Regions from separate parts of the Sus scrofa genome. Here region 2 is linked to region 1. The links are chromatin contacts, called in public Hi-C maps. All regions are on one chromosome and are shown on one strand. Each heading gives the region's core, a stretch centred on a gene start, on an enhancer-like site or on the middle of the called end of the contact. The rest is flanking DNA. Distances are from core to core; before and after follow the strand shown. Region 1 has its middle 360 kb from the start of ZNF521. Region 2 overlaps LOC110261185 (a long non-coding RNA gene).

Evidence for each region. A called contact is a pair of places that touch in the nucleus more often than the background predicts.
Region 2: a contact with region 1 is called in a Hi-C map of omental adipose tissue, with 1.5 times the contacts expected there. The contact joins two enhancer-like sites. A contact is called at or near these places in 7 of 47 Hi-C or Micro-C datasets (embryonic fibroblasts, fetal heart ventricle, heart right ventricle and 4 more).

What each region holds. Positions count from the first base shown.
Region 1 is chr6:109,765,843-109,769,973 of Sscrofa11.1, forward strand. No RefSeq gene overlaps it. Among named protein-coding and RNA genes, the nearest start is that of ZNF521, 360 kb to the right of the region's middle. Within about 2 kb of position 2,364, at least 3 of the 83 cell types and tissues checked have an H3K27ac peak or open chromatin away from gene starts, as enhancers often do.
Region 2 is chr6:110,386,812-110,390,632 of Sscrofa11.1, forward strand. All of the region lies in intron 2 of LOC110261185 (a long non-coding RNA gene), which reads right to left. Among named protein-coding and RNA genes, the nearest start is that of ZNF521, 270 kb to the left of the region's middle. Within about 2 kb of position 2,335, at least 2 of the 83 cell types and tissues checked have an H3K27ac peak or open chromatin away from gene starts, as enhancers often do.

The DNA of each region.
Region 1 (4,131 bases), core at 1,114-3,613:
TCATTCTGTTCCTCTCCTCTGGAGCTCTGAGCACTGCCACCCTCCTTCTGGGGCAGGTGGAGGTGGAGGATACCTGGATGCAGGAAGGTAACATGAAACAGGAGTGATGCTGAAGATCTCATATCTCCCTGGCAGAGTTATGACCAGAACAGTGCCGTGTGGGTCCCATCCGGTACCCATGCACGAAGCCACAGTCTCGACTCCACGTGCGTCTCTTTAGGAAATAGCTGGGTAGAGAGTATAGCTTTAAAGCAAAACCTTGGCTTTTAAAACCAGACTCTTTCTTCTGGTCACTTGAGAATAATATTCTGAATGGATTTCCTTTCCTCTTTGCTGGGCTTTTTGGTGAGAGTTGAGAGGTTAGAATGCCCAGGATATTTCGTTCGGGCACCTGTATTGCCTTCAGGATGGCGAGTTTGAAAAAAAAAAAAAGCCTCGGAATCAAGCTGTCTGGATTTGGAGCCCAGCTCTGCTCCTCAGGTAGGTGACTCCCAGCAAGTAACTTAAGTCTTTCAGGTCTTTGGCTTATCTTTGTATTTGGGATATTGTCCTCAATTTATGGATAATTGTGATGATTAAATGAGATTGGATTTCCAAAGTTCGCTGTCTTGAGTTCGTTCTATCCCTCTGACCCTCTGCTCTTGTTGATAACGTAGCAAATTCTCCTGGCTGTATGTGATTCCAACAATTGTGTCCAGTCTAAGGATGGGACATCCAAGAATCTCCCTAGGGTGTGTGAGGCCTGAGGTAAATCACACTGCATGTCCCCATTCCCACCATGCTTACAAAGGCACAATCAGATTTCAAAGGCAGTTCTGAACTGGAAAGGAATATATCATCACCAAGGGAAACGTTTAAGAAATACGCATGGAAGCAGAAAAAGGGGACATCATGTTTGGGCTCAGGATGGCAGTGTCAGGGGCTGTGAAATACCTTTCCAGACTTTCTATCATCTTGGTTTCCCCACCTCCAGCTGCACTGATTCTCAGTGGCTTCTGCAGTGGGCTTAGCACTTGGTCGCTACTGCAGTACCTGAGGGCCCCCTGGCCCAGGGTGTCCATGCTGACTGGCCAAAACCTCCAGGAGCGATTGCCAGAAACACTTCTTTCCTCCACAGATGAGAGTTTCTGAACTTCAGGAAGTTTGCTGGCCACGGTTCCTTCAAAAAATTTGGTTAAAAATGATCCAAGTAGATTTAGGATGGGGCAGATCTGGCACATGGCTATCCACACACCTACTTCAATTATAAAAGGTGTAATCCATTCAAAACAAACATAAAGGATGTTACTATGTAGCACAGGCTACATAGTAGAAAGTAAGAAAGGAAGAAAGTAAGCCACTGGTGTTAGATGGTGTATTAGTTTCCTGTCGCTGTTGTAGCAAATTGCCACAACCATAGCGGCTTAAAACAGCACAGATTTATTCTCTTATGGTTCTGGAAACCTAAAGTCTGGAAATCAGTATCACTAGGCTGAGGCTGACACCAGACACCGGGGCTGGTTCCTTCTAGAATCTCCAGGGGGAGCATCTGTTCCTTGCCTTTTCCAGCTTCTCCTGGCCCTAGGCTTCCTTGGTGGTCACATGACTTTATTCTCTGCCTCTGTGGTCACACTGTGGCCTCCTTTCCTGCATTCAAGTCTCCCTCTGCCTCCTTTTTTTAAGAACACATATGATGATATTTAGAGCCCACCACATAATCCAGGATAATCCCCCCATCTTAAGATATTTAATCACATCTGTCAAGTCCCGTTTGCATGCGAGGTGACATTCATAGGCTCCAGGGATCAGGATGTGGATATCTTTGGGGGCCATTACTCAGCCTACCACAAATGGGAATCCCCTTCATTAACAAATGCAAGCAGTTGCCTTGTTAAAGTGTGTTCTTTGCTCAGCTGAATAGAAAGACAATTCATTGGCACCCTCATTTTTTTTTTTTCCATTTGAAATCTATAATCAGCTCCTGAGGCCAGTATATTACAGGAGCATCATTTCCTGCAATTGCCATTGTCTTTGCCAGCTCAGGAAAGGAGCTGAGAAGTGGCTTCTAAAGAAATGAACAACCTAAGACCTTCCTCTCCTCTATTCAGAATTACCATATACAAGCATCTGGGTCATTTTCCATCACATCAGAATTGATGAAGTGCTCCAGATCTGGCAAGAAAGCATATGCATTCCCAGACACATCAAAACCTAAATATATACCCCCTGAAGGGATAAAGAAGTGGCATTTAAGCCTGGAATGGTTGTCCAGTTGAAAAACAGGAGGTTGAAAAAGGACAGCTATTTAAAAGTCACTCTGATATGACCTGTTCCCCAAACAATTCATCTCAGGGTCACAGCCATTGTTGCTAGGTGGCATAACATTTATTGTTGTAGTGTCCTGGGCTCCTTGGATTGGTAACAGACACATCCATTCCTCAGAGTATGAGCAAAGTTGATAATGTCCTGTTACCCTAGGCGAGCTGAGCTTCAATTGCCAAGACACCAGTTGACATTAAGACTTTGCAACACCTATCATTGTCTGTCACCTCCGGAGATAACCTCTCTTGTGACAAGTTTCTCCTGTCACCAGCCACTGATGCCATTTTATTCAGTCTCTTTTGTAGACCAGCTCCTGGGTCCCTGACATGGCCTGGCTTGCCGAGTTTGGTCATATGCTCAAAGCTAAATTCACATACCTCCAGACCTCAGAGTGTGATGGGGTAGGAAATCATCAGAGGACCAGGACAGAGTAAGACTGTCAGAGAAACTGCAAATCAGCAAAAGAACAAAAGCCCCTTGACCCTGAGCACATCTGCCATGTATTTAATTTCACTTTCTTGCCAAGCCCTGAAAGCCCAGGCTGGGGAGACTTGGGGGCGGCGTGGGGTTACACAGTCTAGGAGAGCTAGAGGTGAAAAGCCTGGCAGGTTGCCACTCTTGCGGTCCACTCTCTTGGAAGGGACCATTGGTGGTGGTGGTGGGGACCCACGGGCCATGAGGATAATCTTGCACGTAGACCTAAGGGGCTTCGGGAGTGTCTGGATGACCAGACGCCAGTTGCACTGTACTGATTTTATTTGCTGGTTACTTTGCCAGCTGGCTGCTGACCAAAGGAAGCAAAAGAGGCTTTAGCTTTTCTTTGGGGCTCTGATCTCGAGGTGACATTAAGGAGATCTTGCCATTTGGGAGGAAGTGAGCCAATGAGATCCTGAGTGGATCTTCATTTCCACCTTCTAAGGTCAAATTGAAAAGAAGCCAGGCACAGAAGGGTTTTATTTCGGGAAATACCAGAAGGACCTTCGTGATGGAGCTCTGTCTACTTCTCCAGCCTCATTTTCACTCCTCCCTGCCCACCCCCTCCATCTCCCTCAACACACACACACACACACACACACACACACCCCTACACTTTTAGGTCCAAAAAAGTCAGAGGATCTACTCTCAGTTTCTCTTCACTACTTTTCATTCTTCTCATCTTTCTCATCTAGTTCAAATATCATGGTCTCCTGGATTCTTTCCTGGATTTCCCATTCTCTCCAGGCCACCGCCAGCATCTCTCATGTTGTTGATCACATGAGGCACTGGAATACTTAATTTATCAATCTTTCTTACTAGACCAGAAAGTATTTGAAGGTAGAATTCTATCATTATATTCCCAGCTGGTACAAGGTCAGGGTGCGATCGGTGTTGATGAGGATGATGGCATTCATATATCAGACATTCCCTGTGTTTGCAGAGGAGACATTTGACCATGACCCTTTGGTGACAGAGGGTGTGTGATGGATGCACTAGAAGAAGCAGGTATGAAGCCACAGGGCTTCACGTACATCACTCATTTAAGAAAAGCAGTGCTGATTGATTTTTAAAATTTCAGTGGCAATGGAATATTCTTTCAGGGAAGTGGAACCAGGGTGCTGGATGATAACTGTGTATGTCCCAAGCCCAGGAAGCTTGGCCATCTTGGAGATGCATCAGGAATTCTGCCCACCACAAGGGCTCCCCATTGAATGCTCTAAGGCCAACCCACTCAAATCTCTGCTTAGAAAGAATAAGGGAAAGTCAAAGATCAGAGACAACCATGCTCTGAGATATTCCATGTGCTCAGCTACATTTATTACACTCTCATTAGTTAGGCTGGGGCCTCTGATT
Region 2 (3,821 bases), core at 1,085-3,584, 620 kb after region 1:
CAGAACATTCATTCTGTGGGCACTTGAGAATAATGTCTATTCTGATGCTGCTGGGTGCAATGCTATATATGCCCATTAGATCCACTTGGTTTATAATGTTGTTCAACTCTTCTGGTTTTTTTATTGATTTTCTGCCTGGATATTCTATCCATTATTGAAAATGGAGTATTGAAATCCCCTGCATTACTATATTGCCTTCTATTTCTCCATTCAGTTCTTAATAGATGTGGATACTTGATGTGTGGTACAAATATATTTATAATTGTTATACCTTCCTAGTAAATTAAATTTTTTACCCTTAAACAACTTCTATATGTTTTACGACAGTTTTTGACTTAAAGTGTATTTTGTTTGATAAGAGTATGAGTACCCTCTGGCCTCTTTTGATTACCATTTGGATATAATATCTTTTTTTTCCCATCCATTCACTTTCAGCCTATGTATATCTTTAAATCTAAAGTGAGTCTCTTGTAGACAGCATATTGTTGGATCAATTTTTTATCCATTTAGTTATTCTGTGTTTTTTGATAGAAAGTTTAATACACTTACATTAAAGGTAATTTCTGACAACTTTTACATTTTTTTACTTGTTTTCTGTGTTATTGCTTTTTTGTTACTCTTTTCCTCTCTTGCTATCTTCCTTTATCTTTTGATTTTTTTTATAGTTACATGCTTATTTTCTCATTTTTCTTTCTTTTTTTCCTGTATCATTTTCTTTTGTATATCTTCTATAATTATTTTCCTTGTTTTCACCATTGTGGTTACATGAAACATCTTATAATAATAATCTATTTTAAGCTGATGACAAATTGACTTAAGATGAATACAAATACTCTACACTTTTTCTTCTCTACACACACACGTCATGTTATTGATGTCACAAATTACTTCTTTTTATGTTGGCATCCATTAACATTTTTATAGTTATAGTCATTTTCCATACTTTTGTCTTTTACCTTCTATCCAAGAATTAAGTGATTTACATACCACCAACACAGTGTTACAATATTCTGTATTTGTCTATATATTTATCTTACCCAGCAAGGAACTTTCATATGCTTTTATGTTGCTGTTTAGTGCCCTTTCATTTCAACTTGAAGGATTTCCTTAATCATTTTTTTCAAGGTAGGTCTAATTGTAACAAACTCCCTCAGCTTTTGTTTATTGGAAAAAATGTTTATTTCTCCTTCATTTTTGGAGGATAGTTTTGCCAGACATAGTATTCTTGGTTTGTAGAGTTTTTTGTTTTTTTTTTCCCAGTACTTTGAATATATCATTTCACTCCCTTTTGGCTTGCAAATCTTCTGCCAAGAAATTTGCTGATAGTCTTATGTTGAGTCCCCTTATATGTGACAAGCACTTTTCTCTTGTTGTTCCAAAATTCTTTTCGTCTTTCACTTTTGACAAGTTGATTATAACATGTCTCACTGTAGACCTTTTGCGGTATATCTTAGCTGTAGCATTAAGTTTCTTAAATATGAATGTCTACTTCCTCCCCGTGATTTTGGTACATTTCTTTAGGATTAGTTTCTGGAGTTTTCTTTAGGATCAGTTTCTGGAGTTTTAGTTGGTTCCTTTTTTGGAGCCATGTTCCCCTGTTTCTTCATGGGTGTCATAACTTAATGTTGGCATCTGTCTGTTTGAAAAAACAACTATTTTTCCTAGTCTTTATGAACTGGCTTCCTATAGGAGAATACCTTTACCAATCACTCTGGCTAGAGATTCAGGAGGCTTCTAAAATTTTATCATGTGATGCATCTTCTCTGGGATTTTGCCTTCAATTCTCAACGAGAGGCTTGCCAATTTTTATTCATGAGCTCCTAATCTCTTGCCCCCTCTGGTGTCTATCTGTGGCACTGCAAATTCTCTGGTTTTATAGCAGTAAGCCACCCCATTCTCCCTTGTTCTCAGCAATCACCAGGCCGCATAAGTATGCCAACTCCATGTCAGCACTCCAAGTCAGGAGAGACAGATACCAGTCCCTCAGGCAGCCCTCTGAAAAGCATAATACTGAATGCACATTCCACTCTTCTCTTTCCCCCTGAGGAAGTAGTCACGAGATGGCATAGTCTCTTCTAGAGCTGAGCTTGCTGGCTTGGGGGAGGGGCTGACATGGATAAAGTGAAATTGCTCTTTCTACTGTTTCAATGTAGCTATTCTCAGCTTTGTACTCACCTGAGGTACTATAATTTCTTAACCAAATTCTATAAATCTCATAACTATATTTTGGTCCATATATAGTTTTTAAATTGGTATTTCTGTGGGGTAGTGACAGCTGGGACTTCTATGCCACAATCTTCCTGATATCACTCAAGTGTGTGTGTGTGTGTGTGCGTGTGTGTGTGTGTGCACGCGTGCGCATGTATAGTACTTTGACAGGAATTATTTAAAAATAACTTGTGTATTGCATCACCAAGAAAGTATTATAAGTTGAACTGATTCTAAATGGAGCAAGAGAGTTTGGATGGACTCCAAAATGGATGTCTTCCCCAAACTCCTCCAGATCCACATTGATTGTTGGTTACCTAGATTTTCTGTGGCTCAAATGACTATCACTAGTTGATTGAAAGAGCCTGACACACTAACGCAAACAAAACTCAATTTTATCCTTTCATGGCACCACCCCTGCAAATCCATTCAACCAATCCTTCTCACTCCAAGCATGCTGAAATCCTGTGTATATCACATAGTGTTTCCCAACACCTTCAGATATTATCAAATAATCTCAATGTTCAAGTAATAAAATATCCAATCCAGTCTAATTTTAAACTCCAGGAGTTTCTATTGTGGCTCAGCATTAACAAATATGACTAATATCCATGACTAGGCGGGTCTGATCCCTGGCCTTGCTCAGTGGGTTAAAGATCCAGCATTGCTGTGAGCTGTGGTACAGGTCACAGGCTTGGATCCTGTGTTGCTGTTGCTATGGTATAAGCTGACAGCTGCAAGTCCAATTACACCCCTGGCCTGGGAACTTCCATATGCCTAAGATATGGCCCTAAAAAAAGCAAAAAATAAAAACTCCAAACTCCAACACAATTTATAACATCACCAGCTCAGGTCTGCTACAGGTCAAGGAGTCTGAATTAGGAGAGGGGCACTGGGGAGTTCCCATCATGGTTCAGTGGTTAATGAATCCAACTAGGAACCATGAGGTTGTGGGTTCGATCAGTGTGTTAAGGATCCAGCGTTGCCATGAGCTGTGGTGTAGGTCACAGATGTGGCTTGGTTCCCACGTTGCTGTGGCTATGGCGTAGGCCAGCAGCTACAGCTCCAATTAAACCCCCTAGCCTGGGAACTTCCATGTGCCATGGGAGCAGCCCTAGAAAAGGCAAAAAGACAAAAAAAAAAAAAAAAAAAAAAAAAAAAAAAAGGAAGGGGCATGGATGATTTTACCCTGTCCCCATTTTCCCACCTTACTTCATCACTGGTTTTCCTTTCATTACACTGCCTCTGACTCCACAGAAATGGAGCAGTGGACAGAAGAGAGGTCAGGGGCAAAGCTGTCTTACCTTTGGGATCCGGTGTTGGTGGAATGCACTTTGGATTCTGTGGAGACCCTACACCATCTCTGGGGACCTTCTCCATCAGTTCTCTTAATATGGCCAATAACTTTTTCAGTGAGATCCTTATGATTTTTTCCCCCACCTCTGACTTCCAGGGGTTGTACACATATACCACACTCCCACTAGGGAGTCACCTTGACCATTCTGACAGCCCTCTTATATTTATGTATATAACTCCCCCTTCTACTTTATTCTGAACTATAGAAAACATTAAGAGCTTTGAAGAAGCTTTATTCTTGCCTTTGCCATCCACAG